Linked DNA regions of Sus scrofa: region 1 is linked to region 2. A link is a contact called in public HiChIP or PLAC-seq data. All regions are on one chromosome and are shown on one strand. Each heading gives the region's core, a stretch centred on a gene start, on an enhancer-like site or on the middle of the called end of the contact. The rest is flanking DNA. Distances are from core to core; before and after follow the strand shown. Region 1 holds the start of LOC100522401 (WASH complex subunit 2A). Region 2 has its middle 8.3 kb from the start of SLC18A3.

The links. HiChIP or PLAC-seq counts read pairs in DNA pulled down with a chosen protein or histone mark.
Region 1: a contact with region 2 is called in an H3K27ac HiChIP or PLAC-seq map of alveolar macrophages. The contact joins the promoter of LOC100522401 here to the enhancer-like site in region 2. A contact is called at or near these places in 1 of 5 promoter capture datasets (liver), 6 of 47 Hi-C or Micro-C datasets (embryonic fibroblasts, epiblast stem cells, fetal skeletal muscle and 3 more) and 1 of 2 datasets of contacts at active chromatin or transcription factors (alveolar macrophages).

The regions. Positions count from the first base shown.
Region 1 is chr14:90,578,213-90,584,841 of Sscrofa11.1, forward strand. It overlaps LOC100522401 (WASH complex subunit 2A), which reads left to right and starts at 4,187. Exons shown (of 33, transcript XM_003133111.6): 1 at 4,187-4,335; 2 at 4,424-4,546; 3 at 5,467-5,631. The coding sequence starts at 4,333.
Region 2 is chr14:90,101,754-90,108,703 of Sscrofa11.1, forward strand. No RefSeq gene overlaps it. Among named protein-coding and RNA genes, the nearest start is that of SLC18A3, 8.3 kb to the right of the region's middle. Within about 2 kb of position 2,723, at least 2 of the 83 cell types and tissues checked have an H3K27ac peak or open chromatin away from gene starts, as enhancers often do. A contact at or near this core is called in alveolar macrophages, where this site is marked.

The DNA of each region.
Region 1 (6,629 bases), core at 2,937-5,436, 480 kb after region 2:
ACTTTCACTGGTTTTAATCACATAAGGGTAGCAAGAGGATGGCTACTGTGGTAGGAATTTATCTGAATTCTCAGGCATGGTTATAGCAGGGCTAGATCTCTTTAAAATGCAAAAAAGATCAATACAAAGAATGACACAAAAACATTTGAAAAGGTCTATAGAAGAAATGAAGAGTGAAGAGAGTAAGACTGAACTCACAGGGAGGGGAGTTCAAGGCAGCACTATCCTAAGGGAAGTAGGAAAGGCTCAATCAAGAACATGGTGGTCACTGGCCCTGGGCAAAAGGGGGAACAACTTCTCCAGAGACTGGAAGAAAGGAGCTGAGGCAGCAGCCTGTTTTTGTTTGCCTAGCATCCCTTCTTCCTGCTTTCGGCAACAGTCCCACGTTTTTGTTTGGGGCCTGCTTCTCTCCATTCTCTGCGGTCTTGGAAGAAAAGCAAATTAGAGTGGGAATATGACCATAGGGAAACTAATGAGATTCTATTTGTCTCAGGAATGTGATACTTCAGAGGAGAAACACAAGAAGGAAAATGATTGGAACTGAGTCCTTCTGATGACAGTAGCTCAAAGGAGACTGTCCTAAGTACTTCTGCTTTATGCTCTTCCCAAGATCAGCGTTTGTTTGGCTTTCCTTAAGTTCTATGAGCTCTGCAAAATCTTTCCCCAAAACTGTTTCGTTTGAGTTCACGAATCGAATTATGTTGTGTGCAAAGAAAGAACTGTATGAGATATGGAAGGTGTAGACACAGAAATATTTAATTAATTAGTTAATTACTTTTTTGTCTTTTTAGGACTGAACCCGCAGCATATGGAGGTTCCCAGGATAGGGGTCAAATCAGAGCTGTTGCCCCTGGCCTACGCCAGAGCCACAGCAACGCCAGATCTGAGCCGCGCCTGTGACCTACACCACAGCTCACAGCAATCCCGGATCCTTAACCCACTGAACAAAGCCAGGGATCGAACCCACAACCTCATGGTTCCTGGTCAGATTAATTTCTGCTGCGCCACGATGGGAACTCCACAGAAATATTTTAAATTGAGGTGAGAAGTAGAAGTCTATTTTCTTCAGCAGAGGCAAGTGGGGTGGATAGTTTGAACAGGGTGGTAAAGTTATGGAAGGGAGATATTCAAGGATAAGTATATAAATCAATTATAAGTAAAGGGCTGCCAATCAGTGCTGAGGTTCCAGCTAAATTTGCAGAATATGAAACTGTAGTGATTTCCTTCAGTAAGATAGGTTCAGGAAAGGAGAAAAGGCACAGCTGGAGTGATTCACAACTAGGAACTAGTAGAAACTATGTGTCAGAAATATAAGGTGAGGATATTAAAGGGCTGTCAAAAGAAGTTGAAGGTTAATATGGGCTCCAGCAAAACAGGTAAGGAAAGAGGGTGAAATGAAGAGGAGGGGCACTGAGAAAATGATGCTTGGGTTGGCAGAAAACAGACCAGGGAATGAGAGAGACTTGAAAATTTAAGAGGAGGCTGCTCTATTACAGTTCAGAGTTAGAAGTCAGAAACTTTCAGCTGACAGGGTCCAGGGTGTGGGTAATCCAGGGTAATTCCAGCTTTGAGAATAGGCATGTAGATTAAGGTTGTTAATCTTAACAACACTGAGCCCAGAGTCATCCACATGGCCACTGACGCTGCCCATGATGATGTTAGGTAAGATGTATTTGGTAACCGATTCATCTTAATTTTGCCAACCAAATTTTAAAGTGGTTTGATTTACTAAAAACAAAAACAAAACAAAACGTTTTTTTCTTTGTCTTTTTAGGGTTGCACCAACAGTACATGGAGGAAGTTCCCAGGCTAGGGGTTGAATTGGAGCTATAGCTGCCGGCCAACGCCACAGCCACAGCAATGCTGGATCAAAGCTGCATCTGTGACCTACACCACAGATCAGAGCAACACCAGATCCTTAACCCATTGAGTTAGGCCAGGGATTGAACCTGCATCCTCACAGATACTAGTCAGGTTCATTACCTCTGGGCCACGATAAGAACTCCCACCCACTTTTTTTTTTTTTTTTTTTTTTTTTTTTTTTTTTTAGGGCCGCACCGGTGCCATATGGAAGTTCCCAGGCTAGGGGTCAAATCATATATATTTTTTAATGAATGTTGGAGAAGGGCTAGGAGGTTGGTAGACTGCAATTTAAAAATAAGGTTCTGGAGTACTCTTGCGGTGCAGTGGGTCAAGGATCTGGCATTATCACTGTAGAAGCTTGGGTCACTGCTGTGGTGTAGGTTTGATTTCTAACCCAGGAACTTGCATATGCTGCAGGCACTGCTAAAAAAAAAACCCCACAAAAACAAACAAACAAACAAACAAAAAACCAACAATGAAGTTCTCTTAAGAAACTAAGACTAGCTATAGTGTAACATAGTGGCTAATGGTGTAGGTTCCTGGCTCTGCTTCATTACTAGTTGTCCAACCCTGAGTAAGTTATTCTCTTTGTGCCTCAGTTTCCCCACTGTAAAATATGGGGATAACAGTAACCACCTCACAGAGTCATTGTGAGAATTAAATGAATTAATACATATAAAGCAGTTGATACATTATATGTGCTTCATAAATGTTAGACATTATTATTAAAAAGGATAGATAAGTAAATTACAATACACTTATGATAGTCTACGGTGAATATTTGTGTGAACCCTTAGAAAATAACTGAGGGGGGCATTTAAAATTATCCTTGGGAATTAGGGAAGTCTTCACTAGAGAGACAGAGGCAAAAACAATGGAAAGCTCAAGAGTTTGATAAACAGAGGCCACTGAGGAAGTGGTAAAATCTATGTTTAATGCTCACAGTATGGTAGGCATTGTGCTGTTTACAAATGTTACCACAGTTCCTGCAAAACATGTAACTTCCTTTTACTGAGGAGGAAAACTCATAAGGATTAAAATAACTTGCCCATGGGCACATAAGAATGGAAAGAAATGGAGTTCCGACTGTGGCATGGGCGTCGTGGAAGCCCTGGGACATAGGTTTGACACCCCGCCCCAGAGGATCCCAGGATGGCCAAAGGATCCCAGGTGGCCAGAGCTGCGCTTAGGTCGCAACTGCGACTCGATCTGATCCCTGGCCTAGAAACTCCACATGCTGTGGAGTGGCCAAAAAAGAAAAACAAAAAAACAAAACCGAAAAAGAATGGAAAGAAATAGGGATCTTCATTTTAAAAAGTAAGTTGGTCTGGAGGAAGAGGGACTCCGCAGAGGGAACTTCAAGGAAGTGTGAGGGGTCGCAGAACGCTGGTGGGGAAGCTGGGCACGTTGAAGAAGGATTCGTAGGCAGGAATCAGATATTAAAGGGCTTTTGCCTGTTATATGAGGAGTTTGAACTTGAATCTGAGGGCACTGGCTAGCGAGTAAAGGATTTTAAACAGTCACCATCCAGTAAATCTGGGCGCCTGTGCGCTGACCCCGCGACAGGCAGCAGAGATGCAGCAAGGAAGAGATGCAGCAGCGAGCTCTTCCTCTGCCCACCGCCTGGAACGTTTAAAACTCCTAGGCTGGTTCTCCCTTTGGCCCTTCTCTCTAAACATACCTCGCTGCCAGGCGTTTCCGGGCTGATCACACCCTGCCAACTGCCCTCTAGCTTAAAATGCAACCCGTCGGACGCACCCCTTCAGCTCCCCCTGGCGTCTGCACCCTTCCTTTCTCCAACTCCCGCCACCATAGCCCGGCTGCAGGCTTTTTTTCTTTTAGTGAAATAGATTTTTAAAAATTTACTTTATTCAAGTATATTTGCTTTACAATGTTTCAAATTCTGCTGTATAACGGTGATTCAGTTATACACACATTTTTTCATATTCTTTTTCTATTAAAGTTTATCACAGGATATTCAATATAGTTCCCTGGGCTATACAATAGAAGTTTGTTTTTTACACATTCCGTACATTAGTCACCATCTGCTAATCCCTAACTCCCCAGCCATCCCTTCCGGACCCCCCTCCGCAATCACAAATTCTCTGTGAACGTGAGTCTGTTTCATAGATAGGCTCATTTATGTCATATATATATCACATCTAAGTGATATATGATAGGTGTCTTTCTGACTTACTTCACTTAGTATGATAACTTCTAGGTCCATCCATGTGGCCACAGGCCTCTTAGAAGAGGTCTAGTGTCCCCAGCCGGCTTCTGCACCTTCCTTCCGGCAGTCCGGCAGCCATCCACTGCCGGTCACATGAGGGGCAGGTCACCGGCGCCGGGGTCATGTGATCTACAGTCACGTGCCTGAGGCACCACTGAGAAGTTCGGCTTCCAGAGACCTTCCAGGCTCAGCGGGTGCGTCCTGCGGGCCCTTGGAGCCCGTGAGGCTGCGCGGCGAGGATGGTGAGAGTGGCAGGTTGGGTGAGGGTTGGGCCCCGGCCCCCTCTGCCCTCCCGGAGCTCAGCGCCTCTTCTCGTCCTTCCCGCTGCAGATGAACCAGACCACCCCCGACCAGGAGCGGGCGCCGGCGTCGGAGCCCGTGTGGGAGCGGCCCTGGTCGGTGGAAGAGATCCGCAGAAGCAGCCAAAGCTGGTCGCTGGCGGCCGACGCGGGCGTGAGAGGCGGGCCCAGGGACGGGAGGGGAGGGCGACTCATCCGGGGTGATGCGGGAGGGAGGATGGGACTCCCCATAAACATCGACTTAACACATCTCTTCTTGCCCTCAAAAACTCCCCGGCGGCAATCCCCAGGCACTTGGGCGGTGGTGGGCCGGTTGTCCTTAGCCCTCTGAGCGCTCCCAAGCAGACAGCGGCCTGGACACCCGGCTGTTTTCCTCGTTGGGGTTTTCCAGACCGGCAACCAACTCCATCCTGAGCTGGGAAATCGGCTTCCGCCGCTCCGCAGGCTTACAATGGCATTACTTCGTCAATTCCATGTTGGGACCTGGACTGAGTGGGGCAGTAGAAAAACTAGTATATGGATATCCTTGAGTGAGACTTTTTAGCTAAGGGCCCACCCAGTAAACTGAAAATGGTCATTCCAAAGTCCCATTTGAAGTAGGATTTTTGGATAAAAGTAGTGGTTTGTTGTTTTGGCTTTCGTTTGCAATCCCTGTAGAATGACAACCAAACAGGACTTAAAAATTCCTCCCAAAATGAGATGGCAAGTATCCGTTGACTCGTTGCCGCTGTTTTGATGAACTTTCTTTTTTTTTTTTTTTTTTTTTAAGGGCCACACCCGCGGCATATGGAGGTTCCCAGGCTTGGGGTGGAATCCGAGCTGTAGCTGCTGGCCTAGGTACTCCACATCCACAGCCCTGACAGATCTGAGACACGTCTGCGATCTACACCACAGCTCAAGGCTGATGAACTTTCTTAATGTTTTTTGATGCTACTTGGTCATAAAGCTGTCAAAAGCAGAATCCCTTTTACATTCCAACACACACACACAAAAGGAAATGGGTTCTTTCCTGTTTTGATATGCAGAATAGATGTGTATAATATTGATACTACTGTATGTTTATTTTTTAAATAGCTGCTACAGTTTCTACAGGAATTCTCACAGCAGACTATCTCTAGGACCCATGAAATCAAGAAACAAGTGGATGGACTAATTCGGGAAACTAAAGCCACAGATTGTCGCCTGCATAATGTCTTCAATGACTTCCTTATGCTGTCTAATACCCAGTTCATTGAGAACGTGAGTCAGATTTATAAATAAATACTACTTTTAGGAGGAGCAAGAGCCATTGTAATACTCCATGATCTATTATTAGGTTCTCTACTAAATTTTGGTGGAAGTAGTGGTTCTTTATAATTAATGCCTCACCCCCTTTTTTATTAGTAAATTTTTTTAAGCCTTTGAAAAAACCTAATGATAAAATTTCCTCATATTCCAGTGTTTCCATCGGTTTTTGGTTTTGGAGTAGTCGGTGTTGTGCAGAATTGCATGACACTCCAACAAACCTTGTTATTGAGCATACTCTGTACGGAGCTGTACAACTGGTCTGATCCTCTGGGCACCAGTGTATTATTGATTGTATCCAATATTGATAAGTTATAGTAAAGTCGTGTGTGTGTCTACTTGGAATATTCCCAACTAACATTTTGTTATGATGGCTGAACCTATGTTGTTGTTGTTATTTCGCTTTTTAGGGCTGCACCAAAGGCATATGGAAGTTCCCAGGCTAGGTGTCTAATTGGAGCTATAAGCTGCCAACCTGCACCACAGCCACAGCAATGTGGGATCTGAGCTGAATCTGCGATGTACACCACAGCTCACGGGAATGACAGAGCCTCAATCCACTGAGCAAGGTCAGGGATCAAACCTCATGGATACTTGTCTGGTTCATTACTGCTGAGCAACAGGAACTCCAACGTTCTTTTAGTTTTTAAAAAACTTTTTAGGGAGTTGCCATTGTGGCACAGTAGGAATGAATTCAGCTAGTATGCATGAAGATGTGGGTTTGATCCCTGGCCTCACTTAGTGGGTTAAAGATCCGGCCTTGCCATGAGCTGTGGTGTAGGTTGCAGGTGCAGCTCCGATCCCATGTTGCTATGGTTGTGGTGCAGGCCAGCAGCTGTAGCTCTGATTCATCCCATAGCCCAGGAACTTCCATATGCTGTAGGTGTGACCCTAAAAAGACAAAAAAAAATTTTTTTTTAAACTTATTTTATTGGTGTAAAGTTGATTTACAA
Region 2 (6,950 bases), core at 1,473-3,972:
ACTCCACAAGGATGGAGGCTGGAAGTTGCTCAATATCTGAGAACATTCCATGTCATACCGCCTGCTACCAGATGGCATCCGAGAAGTTCAAGTGAAGAAATGGCACCTGTCCACCTATCACTTAGTCATTTGCAAGCTCACAGACAGTCCACTCCATGCCAGCCTGGCAAGGCAGGGAGCCTGAGGTTGGTCCAGCCCCCTGCTGGGGCCTCACAGCCCAGAGGAGACAGACACATTCCCTATGAGGGTTGTGCACATGTGCCACCAAGAATTCATCTGAGAGAGTTCCCATCATGGCTCAGCGGTAATGAATGCAACTAGTATCCATGTGTGGACTCGGGTTCAAGACCTGGCCTCGCTTAGTGGGTAAAGGATCTGACATTGCCCTGAGCTGTAGTATAGGTCACAGACATGGCTTGGATCCCGCATTGCTGTGGCTGTGGCATACGTCGGCCAGCAGCTTGAGCTCCAATTTCACTCCTAGCCTGGGAACTTCTATATGCCACTGGTGCAGCCCTAAAAAGAAAAAAAAAAAAAAAAAAAAAAAAAAAGGATTCCTTTGAAACTAGTTTAAATTGAGTTTAATTAATAGCATCTCAATTACCTGGGCATATAGTGCTCTGGTTATTGTTCTTGATTCAAAGTCGATCATGCTTTCAACTGAGTCAGATGATCTTCTCCACAGCCACCACCCACAGCTGTCTGGTCCCCACACCCATGTGAGGAGAGGTCCTTGAACACTTGCCCTCCTGTCTCTGGCTGTGAAGTCTGTGTCCCTGCCCATGTCACCACCTAGAGCTCCAGGGCCATGCAGGGATTCCCCTCCCCCACCCAGACAACCCTGAGTCGGGACTCACTGTAGAATTTGGCTCAGGTGGTCAGTATGGCCACTACACCAGTCAGGGGTTCTGGGCCATCTGGCTGTGTGCCCAAAGGGTCAGTTCTTTCCATCAAGATACAAGGTTTTCCCCCAGAACATCCCAGGCCCTCACCAGGAGTTTGGAGGTTGGAATCCTCAACTTAACAGCCTAGACTTTCTTCCTCCCAGGGCCCTGTCTTATCACATGTCCACAATACAGGCCCCCAAATTTCTTCTGTTGTGTTCTAACATCTTTGTGCCTCAACAAGAAAGGGTCAGAACTCAGCTCCCTTTCCTCTCGGCCAATGTCTCCAAAAAAGAGCCACTTTTTATGTGTTTGTTCCATAACCACCGTTCTGGGTGCTGAGGACACAGTGGTGACAAATCTGAGAGGGTCGCAGTCTGTGTAGGAGAAGCATTGGCAGTTGTCTGTGCACAATCATAGTCAAGGCCAGGGGTGTTGCTGTCCTAGAGTTAGCTGTCTGCTCTCCAGTCCTGTCCCTCATCCACCAGCCCTTCCTCACACCCTGCTCGGCCTGGTCCCAGATTCAGAGAGGGTCCTGGTACCCACACTTCGGCACAAGCTATCTGCCCCCTCACCCCTGGAGGGTCAAGAACTGTGCTCTGGGCAGAGACACCCCCAGCTATAACCCAACCCTGGGGCGGGGGAACATGCCAGCAATTCTTTTCATGCAGGCCATTCCCAAGGGTATGTGGGAAAATGCAGCAGGCTCACTGTGGCCTCCACTCCTACCTGCATTCTAAGCCCTGATTAATCATCAAAGCCACATTTGTGAGGGTTGGGAATGTGGCCCTGGGGCCCCGACCTGGGTTCAAACTCTGTCTCTGTTGCTTCCTGGCTGTGTGACCAGAGTGAGTTATTTCATCTCTCTGTGTCTCAGATTCATCAGATAGACGTGGGAGAGACTCATAATATCAATCTGATAAGGTTGTTGTGAGGAATCCATGAGCCAGTGCCAAGCTTTTCAAGCTATGGGTCATCAGCCCAGTTTTGGTTACAAACCAGATTAGTGGGTTGTGATAAGAATTTAACATAAATGTAGTGGAAACCAGAGCAAGCTTCATTTTGGAAGAGTCAGTATACATAGCTGTATGTGCTCATGACACCAGCCAGGTCCAGATGTTTTCCTGCCTGCAAAGCTCCACTGTAGGCTTGGGAGATGTTAGATGGATTAAATACAGCCCAAGGTGAAGGAAAGACATTCAATCAAAGCATAGAATCCATTCTGCAAGTGCTAGATTAGAGGTGTGTGCACGTGGGCAAGGATGCTCTCTACGGTGAGTAACCTATTCTGCTGGGAAAGAAAACATGGATGACAGTGAGACATGGTGTGGCAGGACCAGGTGCACCAGACAGGAAGCCATGCAAGTGTGACAAGTAGAAAAGCAGCATGGGCAGGAGCTGGCATGACACACAGAGGGCCTTGAAAACCAAGGTTAGCTTTTGAATTTGACCCTAGCAAAGGGAACTTAAAGCCGAACTTGTGAACTTGACCATAGGCAAAGGGAATTTAAAGCAAGATGACCAATTTAACAAATATCTATTGAGTGCCTACTATGGGGAAGAATTATGTTGTAAAAGCTGACTGTGAGAAGAGGTTGAGGGTGGTGTTCAGGAGCTGGTGGCAATACCGAAGGCAGGGAGATCTGTCATGAGACTACTGCAATGGTCCTAGCATATAATAAGGATGGAGGTCAGAATGTCTGGAGAAGGAAGGGACAAGTACTGCCTCTGTATCTGGGGCTGTGTGGTCCTGGGGAGGATGGCAAATATCACAGAGGTCAGAGGGAAAGAGCAGGGCTTTAGAGGTCACAGAGGAATTCCACAGCCCCGCAAACACGGAAGTCACGTGGCCAAATGGATAAACTCATGGGCATGAGTCAGACGGCCTTGTGACCTTGACACATTACTCAACCCCCTGCATTGCCAATTTTTAAAATAGAGCCCAGAAGAACACTTAGCTCACAGGGGTGTTATGAGATTGAAAGCTAATAAAGGTAAAAGCCTTCCACTGTGTCTGGCACAGGGCCAGGGATCACACCAGGACTCCTTGCTGACCTTTCTTACATCACAGACACGCCTAGAGAAGGTGCTGGTGGGCAGTTTGGGAAAGGGCTGACTTTCAGCCACTCAAACACGAGTCAGGGAGGCTTGGCTGACTTTGCACTGCCAATGCCTTCTCCAGACCATGTTCACAACTCAGACCCATTTGTCCCCAAAAACTTGGAGCCTCGCGGTACATTGTATGCAGGCCCATGCAGGGCCGCCCTTTCACCCAGTGGGGGTTCCTCCTTGCAGCTCCACCATCCACACCTAGGGTCTCTCTGAGAGGGAATCTTTCCAGAGGCTTCAAGACAGATCTTGAACCTGTGGCCGTATTATCTAAACACAGAAGATTTCCCCAGTTCCCCATGAGGATGATCACTGAATAACCATTCGAAGCAATTGGCTCTGAAGCAAGCATCTTCCCTGGATTTCATTTTTTTGTTTTCTTAGGGCTGCACCCATGGCATATGGAAGTTCCCAGGATAAGGATCTAGTCAGAGCTATAGCTGCTGGCCTACACCATAGCCACAGCCACAGCAACACTGGATCCTTAACCCCTAAGCAGGACCAGGGATTGAACTCACATCCTGATGGATACTAGTCAGGCTCATAACACACTGAGCCACCATGGGAACTCCCTCCCTTGGATTTTCACTGAGCCTTTCTATGTGCAGAGAGTGTGCTGGGTACTGGGGATGCACTGACGCAGTGCTGACACAGCCCTGTGCAGCATGCATCTGCAGGGGACACTCTTCCGAGGCAGTCCTCTGCCCTCCCTCAGCACTGGTCTCCATGACTTCCCTGCCTCAAACTTACACTTTTCATGTCTGAAAAAATCTGAAAATGGATGTGACTCTGAATGATCAGTGTTTGGTTTCTGGATCAAGACAAGACTCCAAAACCAGGAGAAATGGCTAGAAGCCTCCATTCATCTTCTGGATTTTCCCAACCCTGAATGTAAAATGCAAAGTTTCTCTTAAACATTTTTTGCTTGCCTAACTGGTTAATCAGGGGAGTATTTTGGCGAGGTTGCATGTTCAATATGCCTTAAAACAAATCTCTTTCCTGGCTCTCCTCAGGGTATATCTGGAATATTTTTCAGGAACACCTCAGCTTTGCTCTAAGTGCCCCTCTGTCCATCTCAGGCTCAACAGAATCTTGGCATGATGAGGAAGTCTATCCTTTTTAAAATTGATAGGAGTTCCCCTCATGGCTCAGGGGTTAACGAATCTGACTAGAAACCACGAGGTTGCAGGTTCGATCCCTGGCCTTGCTCAGTGGGTTAAGGATCCAATGTTGCCGTGAGCCATGGTGTAGGTTGCAGACGAGGCTCGGATCCCAAGTTGCTGAGGCTCTGGTGTAGGCTGGCAGCTGCGGCTCCGACTAGACCTCTAGCCTGGGAATCTCCATATGCCAAGGGAGCAGCCCTAGAAATGGCAAAAAGACAAAAAAAAAAAAAGTAATAGGCTTATTCTTCCATTTCACAGCATCAATCGGGGTGCTGTGTATCAGGTGATGAGCACAATCCAGCCACCCCAGACCCTATCTATAAGGACACACACTCTGGTAAAGGAAACAGACACAGGAACACATTCTCGTGATACAGTGTGACAAATACAGTGATAGACACATGGTACTGGCCCAAGGGAAGGAGAAATAAGTTTTATTTAGAAGACAAAGAAGCTTGATTTTTTTTTATCATAAAAGATGAATAGAAGTCATCCAGGCAGCCAGGGAGAGGTATACATTTTTTAATTTATTTTTCAATAAATTTTATTGAACTATAGTTGACTTAGAAAGTTGTGTTAGTTTCAGGTGTACAACAAAGTAAATCAGCTATACATATACATATAGCCATTCCTTTTCAGAATCTTTTCCCACATAGGTTATTATGCAGTATTGAATAGTTTGCCCTGTGTTATGCTATGCAGTAGGTAAGGAGAAATATATTGGACAACAGCATTAACTTACTTCACAAGAAATCTCACTCCATCAATACCAAACCATGTGATGCATTGTCAATGCACCCATTTCATAGACGTGTAAGTAGGTTTGGAGAGGTTAAGTAACTTGCACAAGATCAGAGAGTTAGAAACCTGAAGAGGAGAGACAACTCTGTACAATTTTTTTTAAATGACAGAAACCAGATCCAGAACACTTAAGTAAATTTGTTTAAGGCTATACAGGTGATGGAATCAGAAAACCATTCCAGCATCAAATTGAGGCCATAGAGGTAGATGGATTATAGAGGAGCTTCCATGTCAGGCTAAAGAATTTGGACTCTTTCCCACTGATGATGAAAAGGCTCAGAAGGGTGTGGCAAATTCATATCCACTCTAATTTATCCTGCCCAATAAGTATAACCCATAAATTCTAGAAGTGAAGAAGTGACACCAGTTTTAGTCACAATGGACATGTCCAGGGAAAAGATAATTTTATTTAATGATGTTATTCTATTAAATGATCATATTCTATTTAATTAGAATTACTACAACTCTGGAAGAAAAAGACAGAATTTAATAGCAAGCTGGGGAAAGAAAGCACCAGGCAATTTACAAAAAAAAAAAAAAAAAGGAAAATACAAATGGCCAATAAACATGAAAATGTACTCAGCCAATTAAAACTGTTATATAATTAAAACAATAATGAATACCATTTTTCACCCATCAGATTGACAAAAGGGAAGAAGAAAAGAGCATGTGTTAGCGAGGGTATTGAGGACTGTATCCTCTGCTTTGTAGGGATATATATTCATACAGCCACTTTGGAGTGAATTTGGAAGTTTCTTTTAAAAAAAGAACACAGATTGCTGGGATCTAAGTTGTTGATGCATCTTAGGGGGGAGCATCCACATACAAGCACAAGCAGATTCATTGCAACATTGTCACACCTAAAAATTAGGCAAAACCCAAATATCCACCTAGGGAAATACTAAAAACACTGGGGTATGTTCATAACAACAAATGCTATGCAACAGTTAAGAAATCGAGCGATTTCTTTATAGACTAAAGTGGATACATTGTTGAGTGGAAAAGGAGAGAACTGCAGAATGATACATACATAACATTTCTGTAAAAATACTTATTTAAACATAAAGAGGCTGTTTATGTTACATTTTCTATGGGTTGAGGTATGCATGGAAAGGGTTTAGAAAGGGCTTGGAAAATACACATAAAAACAGTAATGGTGGTAGTATCTGAGAGGTAACAGAAGGGGCCAGGGTTGGGGGCCAGAACAAAATATTTATAATGCCTTAATTTCTATGAGCAATCTCTAGGAGAAATTTTTATTTATGTACCACTTACGCAATTAATTTTCACTTTAATAAATGTAGAGATGGATTTAAAAACCACTGACTCATCAGCTCCTATGCAAAGTGCAATGGCCAGTGCTCTGTAGATGGCATACCAGGCAAAATCTTGTTATCAGCCATCTAGACACAGATCTTGCCTTCAAGGAGCTCTCAGGCTGGTGTGGGGGAACAGGTCCAACATCATGTGGGATAGATTCCCAAAGAGGAGTGGAAAATGCAATGGGGTTCATAGGGGGAGGGGCAGGGGAGGTTATTCACATTATTTCAGGAATCAGGGGAGTATTTATGGCAATGAAGAAGAGGCAAACCTGGGCATGGGCCAAGAGAACTTCCGCTCAAAAGTGTAGAGGTAGGAGTTCCTGTGGCCATTAGGGAAGACAGAGAACAGGAAGGCGTGGTACATGTGTTGTGTAAAGCCGTGAGGCTGGGAGAAGCCCAACCCTAGTCACAGTCAGCAGAGGCCCCTGAAAGCTATTGTCAGTCCCTGAGAACTTGCCTGACACTTTACAAAGAAAAGAAGTTTGGCACCCATGCAGGAATGGGTTGGCTAGGTCAGGAGGCAAAGGACAAGTTGGAAGGTAATCGATTGCCCCTGTGCAGGGTAGATTTGGGGTCTGAGCTGGGGGCAGGTGTGGTCTTGATGGAGGAGGGAGATGAACCTGAGAAACTCATTGAATTGTGCGGGATGTGAGTGGAGGGAGCAGAGACAA